Linked DNA regions of Mus musculus: all the other regions are linked to region 2. A link is a contact called in public HiChIP or PLAC-seq data. All regions are on one chromosome and are shown on one strand. Each heading gives the region's core, a stretch centred on a gene start, on an enhancer-like site or on the middle of the called end of the contact. The rest is flanking DNA. Distances are from core to core; before and after follow the strand shown.

What was found. HiChIP or PLAC-seq counts read pairs in DNA pulled down with a chosen protein or histone mark.
Region 1: a contact with region 2 is called in an H3K27ac HiChIP or PLAC-seq map of embryonic stem cells, with 5 times the contacts expected there. The contact joins two enhancer-like sites. A contact is called at or near these places in 8 of 39 promoter capture datasets (the C10 cell line, the HPC-7 cell line, cranial neural crest and 5 more), 1 of 484 Hi-C or Micro-C datasets (the Ba/F3 cell line), 7 of 115 datasets of contacts at active chromatin or transcription factors (acute myeloid leukemia, embryonic stem cells, epiblast stem cells and 2 more) and 1 of 9 other capture datasets (embryonic stem cells).
Region 3: an H3K27ac HiChIP or PLAC-seq map of embryonic stem cells shows a contact between it and region 2, with 6 times the contacts expected there. The contact joins two enhancer-like sites. A contact is called at or near these places in 6 of 115 datasets of contacts at active chromatin or transcription factors (embryonic stem cells, large pre-B cells and stem cell-derived neural progenitor cells) and 1 of 9 other capture datasets (embryonic stem cells).

The regions. Positions count from the first base shown.
Region 1 is chr10:59,793,528-59,798,008 of GRCm38.p6, forward strand. The region is part of intron 8 of Micu1 (mitochondrial calcium uptake 1); the gene reads left to right. Among named protein-coding and RNA genes, the nearest start is that of Gm17059, 4.5 kb to the right of the region's middle. Within about 2 kb of position 1,759, at least 15 of the 459 cell types and tissues checked have an H3K27ac peak or open chromatin away from gene starts, as enhancers often do. A contact at or near this core is called in embryonic stem cells, where this site is marked.
Region 2 is chr10:59,352,561-59,356,512 of GRCm38.p6, forward strand. P4ha1 (procollagen-proline, 2-oxoglutarate 4-dioxygenase (proline 4-hydroxylase), alpha 1 polypeptide) reads left to right here. Exons shown (of 15, transcript NM_001316371.1): 9 at 2,790-2,860. Among named protein-coding and RNA genes, the nearest start is that of P4ha1, 31 kb to the left of the region's middle. Within about 2 kb of position 1,986, at least 9 of the 459 cell types and tissues checked have an H3K27ac peak or open chromatin away from gene starts, as enhancers often do. A contact at or near this core is called in embryonic stem cells, where this site is marked.
Region 3 is chr10:59,752,194-59,756,143 of GRCm38.p6, forward strand. The region is part of intron 5 of Micu1 (mitochondrial calcium uptake 1); the gene reads left to right. Among named protein-coding and RNA genes, the nearest start is that of Gm17059, 46 kb to the right of the region's middle. Within about 2 kb of position 1,553, at least 16 of the 459 cell types and tissues checked have an H3K27ac peak or open chromatin away from gene starts, as enhancers often do. A contact at or near this core is called in embryonic stem cells, where this site is marked.

The DNA.
Region 1 (4,481 bases), core at 509-3,008, 440 kb after region 2:
AGCCTGGAACTCACAGAGACTCTGCCTCCTGAGTACTGGCATTAAAAACCATGCACCAGCTGGCCTTTCTTTCATTCTCATCAGCTCTATCAGAGTCCATGTGATAGAGGAGAGGACACACCCATATCACAGGTGGAGACACTGATACTGTCGACAGCCACAGCTGCTGTGTGGTAGTGTCTGCTCGGAGCCTGGTACCTTCACAATTCCTCTCAGACAGAGCTATTTCTGTTCCTTACATGATTGGTTCTCGGTTTGTTTTGTTCTTTTTAGCCTGTGCTATGGTTTCTATGGGACTCAACACAGTTTAGATTTTAGGGGCTGAAAAGGACCAAAGTTGTAGCATTTGGCCTTCTCCAGAAGTCCGTTTCTGGTTCCTTTGCTACCCAGGTATCACTCCCAGGACAGAGAAGACTATTCTGTTTGTTACCCAAGCCAGCTGCAGCATCATGAGAACGATCACCTGCTGAGCTCTGCCCTGTCTGAGTGCTCTTACACTCTGACAGCCTTTGTCCCATTCCTCCCCTCTCCCTTTCTCTATTTGAGAGCAACAGCAACAAAAACACAGTTTTAAAGAAGTGATGTAAGAATACAAAGTTGCTTCCTTAAAACTCTTTTTTAGGTTAAGAATTCCATCTAAGGCTGCCAGAAATGAGTGAGCAGGGTTCCTTGGAGACAGGTGCCGAGTCTAATTCCAGTTAATATATTCATTGATTTCTTGAAGACTGTAGCAAGAAAGATGTCAATCAAAATGAAAGATACTAGAGAATTCTTTGAAAGATTATGGTTAATTTTAATTTGGGGGAAAGGAACTGTCATGTCAAAGAAAGTAAAAAACTAATTTATGCAAGAATAAAGACTAACTAGAACATACAACAAAGAAATTATGAAATGAGTTGGGGGTCTGTGTGGATAGTGTATAATCAGCCAGTCACTTAATGACTGTCTTATGTTTCTGGGCAAATATATATATAGAGAGAGAGATTACCTTGTTTAATAGGGAAAAAATCCTAAAAGCAGGGCACAAAGAAATGGGCTAACTATTCACCACTATCAATAAGAATAGAGAGACCCAGCAAGTGGCTCAGAGAGTAAAGATGCTTCTGACCTGAGTCCAGCCCCAGAGCCACATATAGGTAGTGCGTAGGATCCACTAAATCCAACTTAACTCAAACACCACGTCAATGCAGACGACAAAAATTTACTGTAATCAAGCTGCTACTGATTGATCCGGGCCACAGAACAGACTTGGGAGCTGAACTGGGACCCTAGAGAGAAATTACACAGCACATTTAAAGGATGAGACCACGCAGCGAGAGGGAGCGGAGTGGGCTGTAGCATTGTCCAGTCATATTTTGACTTAAGGGGTTGAGCAAGGGAGTTTTCACCAATCAGGATAGGAGTCGGTTCCTGGGCCTGGAACATGACCTTGTTTGACCCTGCCAGCAAGATGGAGAGGTTGTCCTTGAGATGTCTGGACTGGGACAACTTTTTCCTTATAATGTAAGGGTCCATGCTTCCCCGAAGAATGAAACCCCAGACTCAAAACAGTATGAAAGCGCAGAGTGTTTTATTCTTCAGAAGTCCAGCATTCTCCCATTACCAGGATAGAGAGACAATCACGTGAGCCTGAAGAAGGCTCGCTTTAAAACACATTGGAATTCTGGGATAGATGACCTTTGTCTTACTCCACCTCTAGACTTTCTGGAACCATTTTCAAGGTGTGAAGTCTGGAAACTGCTGCCGACCCATTGTCTTTGCCTCGGGCCAGGTGGTGGGCAGCTTTGAGGGCAGGACTTGCCTGGGCTTGCCCAGTTCTTAGAAACTGAGATTTAGGCCTCGTCTCCTGAACTGCCAGTTTGAAGCCTGTCATGGAATCAGCCGAGCCTTCTCACTAAGAGAAGCTGTTCAGCTATTGGGAAGTTCCTAGCTCTCCTAGAACCTGGGACCTTTATTTAGTTTCTCCTATGATTAAATGGAATGTGAAAACAAAATGGTAGCACTTAGGTTAAGTTTCTTTTGCTTATTCCCACAGTGAAAAGAAAGAACTGATTCTACGGGGTTGTCCGATCCCTACAAGTGGGCCATAGCACATGGGCCTGCACATTCGTCTCACACACACACATAATCCAAATAAATAAATTGTTAAGGATTAGAGAAAATGAGATTAATACTTTTTTAAAATTTACTCTTCTAATCTATGAGATCTGGGGATTAAGTTCAAGTTCTTGGGCTTGGTGGCAAATGTATTTATGTACCAGCTGGCTTGCCTGCCTGTTGCTATTGCTTTCAGTGTTGGGTCTAACCTAAGTCTGGCCCAAGCCAGGCGAGTGCTCTGCCACTGTGCACTGTGCACAACACTATAGTCTAGCCCAGAGGGGTTAATTTCAGAGTGCCTAAGGAGCCCCTAGAATCATGTTTGGATCCATCCAAGCATAACTGTGTGTACCGTTTCTTGCTCTAACAGTGCAGGCAGGGATCACATTGCCTGTGAGAGACAAAGGCCAAGTGGTTACAGAAAAGGACGGGGCAGGAAGGCCTCCAGCTGGGCTTGGTTGTCCTCACAGCCTGTATTTGTCTTGGCTTTTGTTTTTGATCCTGGCTTTTTGAGACAGGATTTCTTAGCATAGACCTGGCTGGGTTGATTACACATTTTGTACATCATGCTGGCCTCAAACTTAGTCTCCTGGCTCTGCCTTCCAAGTACTGGTTTGTAGGCACGTGCTACCAAGCTGCCGGGTCCAGAGTTGATTCTTTCTTTTTTCCTCACAATTTATTTATTTATTTGATGTGCATTGGCATTTTGCCTGCTTGTCTGTCTGTGTGAGGGTGTCAGATCCCCTAGAACTGAAGTTACAGGCAGGTGTGAGCTGCCAGGTGGGTGCTGGGAACTGAACCCGGGTCCTCTGGAAGAACAGCCAGTACTCTTAACCTCAAAGCCCCACAGAGTTGACTCTTAATTACATGCAAGCAAACAAAGCAGAGTTTTCATCGGGATTGCTTCTCTTTTACTCTTTTGCTTCTACAAAGCAAAATAGAGATAATAATAAATTTATAGTTTCTTATTCCATTCTCGGTTTTAGCTTGAATTATTCAATAAAAGGTACTTTACTCCTTTAAGTATTTATAACTTTAACAAGCAAAGTACATATTTAAAGGAGGTTTTTTGTTTGTTTATATTTTAAGAAAAAAGACCTATGAGCAGCCTCCTCCCTTGTAAAGTAATACAACTGTTGGTTATAAAGGTAAAGGTATTTTACTAATATTTTTTCTTTGAGGGAAAAAATCTATATACAGTATGACCTGCCTTATTCTTGTCAAAGTGTTGAGAGAAGACCAGAGCAAGCATTTTCTTAAATGTGAAAAAGTGGGCTGTGGTTTTTCACCAGAAACTATGATATTACCACAGCATTACAGACTGTGTGAGGAGGCTGCAGAAGAGACTCGGGATAACAGTCCAGGACGCTTGTCCCAAGGATCTGGGTTCAATTCCCAGGACCCACCAGGTGGCTCTCAACCATCTTAACTCTAGCTCCCCAGGATCCAGTGCCCTCTTCTGGCCTCCATGGATTCCAGACACACACATGGTGCACCATGTGCATGCAAACATACCCATGTGCATAAAATTATAATATATTTTTATGCAAAATATAGATGCAAAATAGAATTATAATGTAAAAATAAATTGTAGGGAAATAAGAAAACCAAAATTACAGTATGTCTTCACCCTGGGAAAATCCTCTTGCAACTTTAACAATACCATTATTTCAAATAACATACATGCATACATAGGTGCTCATGAATACTTAATATGTATGTACATGTGCTCATACACATATATTTGTGTGTGTGTGTATGTGTGGCTTTAGTGGTTTTATTTTTTGTCCCTTTCAAGTTCTTTATTTTGTTGTCTTAGTCCTTAAATCTAAAGGTCTGTCCATTTTTAAGAAGTCAATAAATAGGATCAGTAGCATGATCCATACACACTAGGGGTTAATTAAAGAACCAGAGAAATATTTTTATTGGTTTTTGTTTTGGGGGTTTTTTGTTTGTTTTTTGTTTTGCTTGTTTTTTATTTTGGGATTTTTTTTTGGGGGGGGGCTGCTTGGTTAGTTGGTTTTTGTTTTGTTGTTGTTGTTTGATACAAGGTTTCACTGTGTAGCCCTGGCTGTCCTGGAACTCACTTTACAGACCAGGATGGCCTCAAACTCAGAGACCCACCTCTCTCCCCCTCCCTAGTGCTGGGATTAAAGCCGTGCACCACATGCCTGGTTCTGGAGTCAAGGATTTTAAAAGCGCTGATCACTGACTTGAGAAATAGAACATAGCTGGATTTGATGATACACACCTGTAATGCCAGTGCTTGGAAGGTACAGGAAGGAGAATAAGGAACTCAAGGCCATCCTCGGCTATGGAGTATATAGCCTGGGCTACGTGAGAGCCCCTCTCAAAAATAAAAATAAAAATAAAAGATAGTAGGA
Region 2 (3,952 bases), core at 736-3,235:
CACTCAGAGCTCAATTTTTTCATGCCTAGTATTTTTTTTATCTGAATGAATACTCCAAGTATTGTAATTTTCCTTTAGACATAATAATAGTAGAAAAGTATAATTAGGAACAGATATCTTGCTAGTTTTAAAATAGTATTATATAGTTTACTAATTTTAGTTTATTATTATTGTGTTAAATTTTTCTTTTATGTGTATGGGTGTTTTGTTTGCATGAGTGTCTGTACCATGTGCATGCAGTGCCCATGGAGGCCAGATGAGTTAGATCCTCTGGGACAGGATTTCTGTGTTCTGCCTGCACTGCAGGGAATCCAACCTTGGTGCTCTGCAAACAAGTGCTCCAAACTGCTGAGCCATCTCTCCAGCCCCCTTAATCTGTATTAGTAAGAAAAGTAGTTGAATGTGAATTATGCCAAATTCTACACTTTCAGTGTTTGGCATAGAAACTTGTCTTTTGTGTGAGAGTGTAGAGTGGAGACTACCTCTCTGCCCTTACCTTTTCCTACCATCTTGTTCTTTAAGACAGTACATCTTATTAAAGATAAAATGCAAACTTTTGTAGACATTATTAAGTACATTCTGATTATTAGTTTTTCTTCCATAACATGTAAGGTTGATCTATTTCTCTAAAGGCTGAGGTAGCAAATGTTCTAGAGGGCTTTGTCATCTGTGTGGTCTCTTGTCACGACTGCTCAGCTCTGCCATCTGGTGTAAAGGCAGCCAAAGAAAATAGGAAAATAAATGAGGTGGTTATGGTACAATCAAGATTTTATTTCTAAAAGCTGATGGCAGTTTATTTGGCTAGTGGGTTTGCTGGCCAGGTGTGTATATACTTAGATAAATTTCAAAGTTTTTAAAGTTTTATTATTTTTCCAAATTAACACTTTTTTTCCCCCCTTAAATCATGTAGTTTTTGTGATGCAATGGGTGCTGTCCAGAGATATAGCAAATTGGCTGCCTAGCAGAAAACCTCTTAAAATCATTCCATATTTTCTCATTCTCTTTAGAATTCCTAACTCGGTCCCTTATTTATAGTCAGACCCAGTTTACCAGTATTTCTTGGTAGAATCTTTGTTAAGAATTCACTTTTGAGATGGAAGGCCCCAGGCTTCATAGGAAATGTTTTAGTTGAGATTATTTTTGAGCAGTAAATTTAGTGGCAGTGAAAGTTAATTTTTCTGTTATTTCAGCATCAACCTCCCATTTAAATTTTGTTTTTTTTATTCTCTTGGCTGTCAGCATTTCTGTTAAGACTATGCATTCCTTTTACCTGCATGGCTGTGGAAAGGCTGTTTTACTGTACATACTGTTAAGTACACACTTTCTCTTGAAAAGAGGAAAGAATGACCTTAAAATAAATTTTAGACAATATTGGGACCCTCTAATCATGTTGTCACGAGTCACAATCTGAGGTTTTAGAGTCCATGATTAATTAGTTACAAATGGCCATTCTTATAATATCAATGGTACTTTGCATTTTAGAGCCTTTTCTTCACGTTATCAATGTTCTATCCTACTGAAGAAATTAATTCCAACCTTTTCTGTTTGTGTGACCTCTATTCACGCAGTGAAAAGCAAGTAAAATAGTTTTTAAGAAACATAAAACTAACTGGCTTTCAAGGCGCGACACAAGGTGATTGGAAGGGTATTGAGTTATTTTCTATTCACCTTCTTTTGTTTAAAGAAGAAAGAAAAGAAAACCCAGCATTGTGGCTGGTTAGGGAAATGTGATCGTTTTTTTGTCTTGTAATGCAACTGTTTTGACGGTTGGCTTCACAGCTGAGGCGAGCCACCATTTCAAACCCAGTAACAGGAGCCTTGGAGACGGTACATTACAGAATTAGCAAAAGGTAAGATTGGATGCCACATACTTTCCTCCTAACGAGCGTTTTGAACATCCTACCAGAATTCTTCTTAACCGAAGTGGATCGTCTCCAGTCTCCAGCTCAAGTGGCCGCCATACACTCCAGAGCAGTGCGTGAATGAGTGCTTGTGTTTCACGGGTTTTCCCTTGACTAGAAGTTCTGGTTTTTAATCTCTGATTGGCCTCGAGTTTCAGGAACTAAGTGCATTGTCATGATCAGGTATTAAACACTCAGGAAATTGCCTGGTCCTTTTCTTTTGCCTTTGTTGTGAGCATGTGAAATTAAGAAAGAAAAAAGAGGCAGTGTGTTCACCCAGGGTGGAGTGCTGCTCACACACCCTCCCCTGTGGTGATTGTCTGCTGTTGTCTTTTACCTCCAGGCTGTCCTTGTCATATGGAGTAATCTGGTCTGAAGTTTTTTATTAAAACAAAAACAAAAACCAAGCCACTGGCCTACAAGTTGGCTCTGGAAAGAGCAGCTGTGCTTCTGAGCTCAGCCTTCCAAATCACTTCCCACCTCCGTTGACTTGGATGGTTTAGAGAAAAGCCAGCTTGTCTTGATGAAAGTTTCAAAATGATCAACTAATTTAGAAAACTTGTTGATCTATATTTGAAGCATTAAACTTCTAGACTTGGGAGAGCTCCTGTGAAACCCACTGCTGCAGATCATTGACATACGCCTCAAAGGGTTTAGTCTTAAAAAAGTGAAAGGACAATAAATACATTTACAGTCAGATTCTCTCCGGACGAACGAACGAGTGGCTCTTCTTGCCACCTTTCTGAGTGTTTTATGATTCGAACCATTACCCACCAGGCAGACCAATCAATCCTTCCAATCACCTGTGGCTTGGCAAAACAGAGAACAAAGCCCAGAGACAGCCTGCTGGAGTGTAAGCCTTGTCCTTTCTCTTTTTTCTTTTTGTAGCTGAGCCGAGCTACAGTACATGACCCTGAGACGGGGAAATTGACCACAGCACAGTACAGAGTATCTAAGAGGTAAGGGAGAATGGACAGAACTTGAGGCATATTTGGAGTGCTCTTTCCTGAGGATCTAATTTTGACCATATTTATATGATATAGTTTCTAAGACCTAGATTTCAGATCAAGCTTTTGGTATGTGTACTTGATTTTCACGATGGACCAATAGACAGATACAGGCAGTTCCATGCAATTCCTAGTCATTGACTAGTATACAGTGAATGCCAGGGGAAGCTCTGGCAGTGCCAACCGATAGGGAAGAACTTCTAAAAGGCTCTGCCCAGAGCAAGACCCAAGGCAAACTCTGCCGTGAAGCTGGGGCTATATGGGTCACTAGTAGCTGTTGAAGAAATGTCTAGAAGGACAAAGAAGCTACTATAAGTCAGTTTAAAATCCCTTGCTTTTAGCAACATTTAGAAGTAACTTTTAGAGTTAACCATGGTACAACTCAGCTGCATAACTCAGAGTTAGGGGCTGAGTGAGTTAGTATAGCATTGACCTCTCTGTTGGCTCACGGGATAAAAGGCTGCTCAGATCACAGTGAAAACAGGAATGTCATTGCACTGAATTGTTTTAGTCTAACCCTAAGTAATATTTTTCCACAGATGCAACAATTATAGAAATAATCTTGTTATAAACATTTAATTTTATACATTGCCCATCTTGTTATTTATATTGATAGTAATTGCTCAATCAATTGCTTAGATTAATGTGTATAATAATAGCTGAAACAATTCAATCAGAAGCTACTATTTTTTGAAATTGTTTTAAGGTGTTTTGTGATGAGTGTGTGTGGGTCTGGGTGTGTGCATGGTACAGAGGGCACGTGGAGGTCAGAGGGTCTCTGCATCTGTGAGCCTGTTCTCCACTCTCCCCTGTTGAAGCATGGTCTTACTTTCTATGTGTGCCATGCTGTGCACTGAGGCCTGCTGGGCCCTGAGGTTCCAGGTGATCGAGTCTCCTCTCATCTTTGCATAGGAGGGCTAGAGTTACAGACATTTTGTTTTGTTTCATTTTTTTTGAGACAAAAGATTCTCTACATAGACCAGGCTAACCTCGACTCACAGAGATCTGCCTCCCTCTGTCTCTCAAGTGCTGGGATTAAAGGCA
Region 3 (3,950 bases), core at 303-2,802, 400 kb after region 2:
TGTGTCTAGTCTTAGTTGCTGTCTTTAATTGGTATGACGTATTTTGTGTGTTTTCTAGTCTTTGGGTCCCTTTGTGTCTCACTCCTCCTCCTTGGCAATCTAAATATAGAGAGATGCACCCTGCACTTTCTATTCCTGTGACATGAAGTAAGCACACGCCTGGAATCAGATGCGGTCACGTTCCCTTCAGACATCGAAGGGGGGAACTTCATGCTGCGGATGTGATCGCTTCCTGAGCAGGGATGCAGGGATGCTGTGGCCGAGCTTTGATGTCACCCTGGCCTTCTCTCCCAAAGATGACTAAGTTCTTATCCTGTTTCAAACACAGCAGCAGCAGCAGATTCCCGTTGAAACAGACCATTCACCATCGTCCCAAGTCTCGTTCCTCTCCCCTCCCTATCTTTCCAACCTTCCCTTTCTCCCTCATCTCCTTCTTTCCTATCTGTCAGTCAGTCTGTCTTTCATGTTTATGATAGAGATCGAACGAGCCTCTTGCATGTAAAGTGTATGTGCTCTACCACTAAACTGCAACCTCAGCCCCCAAAGCTCTTTAAAGGTTATTGACACGCCACTGGGTTCTCCCCGCCCGCAGGCTTCCACTGCGCTCTGTTGACTGTTTCCGTGGCTGTACGAGGCACTGAAGTATTATGAAGTCCCACCTGTCAATCGATGGCCCTAACACTTTCACCCTCCCACCTCTGAGAGACTTAAAATCAGTCAAGTCCACATTCTATTGAATTCATATATGAATTCAGGTCTTACTGGTGCTAAATACAGATAAAAATAGGCAGAATTTTAATATTTTTGCTTCTGATTTATATTTTTGTTTAGCCACCAATGCCATCTATAATAGGATATATCCCTTATATTTTCTGTCTTTTACAATAAGGAAATTTTTAAAAAGGAAGGCAGGAGAAACTAGATTCCAAAACAATGAATGAGCTTGTGGACAAGGCTTCTTGAAGCCTGAAGCTTGCACAGATATTTTAACTAGTATTATTGGGGTATGAATGGAAAAATGAGGACGTGACCCTCCCAGGTGTGGCGGAAGAGAAGGTTTTTTGTAGCTATGGAGGAGGGTACAGCCAGAGGCGCCTGGGAGAGTCCAGACTGAACTGGGCCAGGAGAAGAGGGTAGGGGTAGGGGCTGTGAGAGAGACAGGAGAGAGGAAACCAAGAGAGAAAGAACACATGGGACCGTGGGGAAGGAAGCAGGAAGCCGAGACCCCAAGAGAAGAACCAGACCAGAAAGCAAGCCAGGAGACACAGAAGACATGTAGGCAGAACGGCTGAGCTGTATAGGAAAAGGGACTGGGGAAGCAACACTCAAGGCTGGGGAGGTTTAAAGTTGGGGAAGGGGTACACTAGCCAGGATGACTGTGACGGGTACTTGTGAGTACAGACTTGGGTGGGCGGGCAGTCGGCTTTGCTATGTTAAACAGGCAAGGTTCAAGGCAGCCTAGTCTAAAGAATGAGTTCCAGGCCAGCAAAGTCTACCTAGTGAGACTTCCTCTCAGGGAAAAAGGAAGGGAGGGAGGGAAGATGGGCGAGGGAAGGCAAAGTCTTTGCATTGTTTGCTTGTCTGTCAGGCACTATCCGTGCTGATACATAATTGCTCATTCCATCTGTAGCATCATTTCCCGGGACTGTGCATTTTACATTTTACAGTTAAGAGGATAGGCAAGCTAGGTCACGAGACAGGTCACACAGTAGGGGGCCCGTGGAGCTGTCCTGAGTGCTGTATTCTACTTTCATATGCCTCTTTTAGAATTTGACCTATTCGTAAATAGTGTTAATCCCAAAGATGTGAGAAACACTGCCTACTCAAATCATCATGGCCAAATTAATTAAAGCAAGCAGTTAATTAAAGCAAGCTTTTTAAATGCATGTACATGAGCTGCCTCCCCCTAAGGCGGGGTGCAACAGGTCAGCCTTGGACATGAGGAAGACAAGATATTTATAGCTGAGGGGTAAGAGGTTCCAAATGGGGGATTTGACCACAAGATAGGTGGAGTTACAGGAGCAAAAATAAGGTGGTCACAAGAACATTTTAAACAGAGGTAGGGTTGCAACATGGCCATAAAGTAATCATAGCAGGGTGTTCATGACAACAGGTGGCCATAATAACCTTTTAAAACAAAGGCATGGTTGTCATTTCCTGGAACAGGCAGGACAAAGCCCTTTGTAGTTAAGATTACAGGTGGGGCATAGCCTAATCCTTGAGAAACAGGGAAGGAAGGAACCTAATTTGTCATAACTAAAAGATGGCCTTTAAGCCTAAAATGAAGGCAGACTGATTCATTAATAGGACTTTTTTCTCATCAAATGTTCTTGCCTTATTACTATTTGAATAAAAGTAACAATAGTGTGCTCTGCCCAGTTGTTGGTGGTGATGGTTTTTTTTGGTTCGGGGGTTTGGTTTGGGATTTCAGAATGGTGGATTTTGAGGCGATTGCCCAATCTGGTCTTAAATTTGAGCTGTTCTGCCTCTGCCTTCCAGATAAAGCACAGTTAGAAACTGATAATAAATGAAAATTTTTCATTTCAGGAAAGAAAATATGAAACATGCAAATTTAATAACTGGATTTAGAAACTAGAATCAAGCTGTTCTGTGTCCCACTGTGTCATAATGTGGTCAGCTGGCATTTTGGAAAGTACTGTCTGTCTGTCTTTTTATTGCCCCTGTCACTCTTAAAGTGATCTATCCATGTGGTGTGTAAACTGGATCCCTTCTGATGGTAATCAGGCCATTTGAGTAAGATGTTGTTTCTGTCATGGACAAAACCAGGCATTCTTCTTGCCAGTAATGATTGGCTGTGGGGGATAAAGCATCATTTGAACAGGACTGGTTATGATAGCCTTTTCTTTTGAGCAAAAAGCTCAGAGGGTAATTGAATTATTACAGTGAACCCAGGTGCTGAGTCAGCATTTCCCAGATCCTCTGGGTTGCTGGGGTAGCTCTGTGCTAGAATGTGTGCTTCAGCCTGGGCACGGCTCTGAGTTCAATCCCTGAAAACTTGCTAAAATTTCCATTTTTTCTTCTTCCTCAGAGATTTTCCCATCTTCTTTTGTACTCAAAGGTTTTTAAATCACTTTCATGGTCTTTTTCTTACAAATTAACTTCAGTTATTTTTTTTCCACACAGTATCACTAACTAATAACGAGAACGAAATCTAGCTTTGGCGTGTGACCTCTTTCTTTTCCAAGGCATTTATTTCCGTGGTGTGCGCTCCCGCATCTGATAGCCATGTGTAAGTGACCAGTAGCTGTTATAAAGCATGCTGAACCGGGGTGAGAGATACAGCTCTGTGTCACGGGGTAGCATGGTGCGCAGCAGAGCAAGAGTGTGGACCTCAGACTGTCGTGCCCTCGTTCAGACAGTGGCTCTTCTGTACAGCCGAGGGGCAGCAGCACCCTTAGCTGAGTGTCTCTTGCCTTGCCAGAGAACTGGGGCAGTGAGGACAGTTCGTAGCTGTTTGACATGGTTATGAGCCTGTGCTCATTTTATGGAAGGACCTCCCACTAACGTGTACGCCATCTTTCGTGGGTTTTAGCGGCCCCATACCCTGTGGGTAATTGTTCTCTCCTTAGTTCAGGCACCTAGAAAAGTCTCCCTGTGCTGTCCTTGACTGGTTATTTTGTATAAAGACTCCATTTGCCCAGCGGAGAGGCAAACTCCGCTGTTCACCGGAGCTCATTCCACCCCACCCCTCTACTGTAGATTCCTCTGGGCCTCGGCAGCCCCCACTGCAGACGTGTAAATCGCTAGTGATGCTTGCTTTTCATTCAAGAACTTTCTGAATGATAACTGAGCTTGATTTGGAAAGAGCGGTAAGTTTCAACCAAATTTTATTCCACAGCCAATGAAGTTTACTGATGTAAAAAAAGCTTTTTGAAGCCGCTTGATATTTGGAGCAGAGCCTGGCTAAATTAACTGACCTGAACTACTCC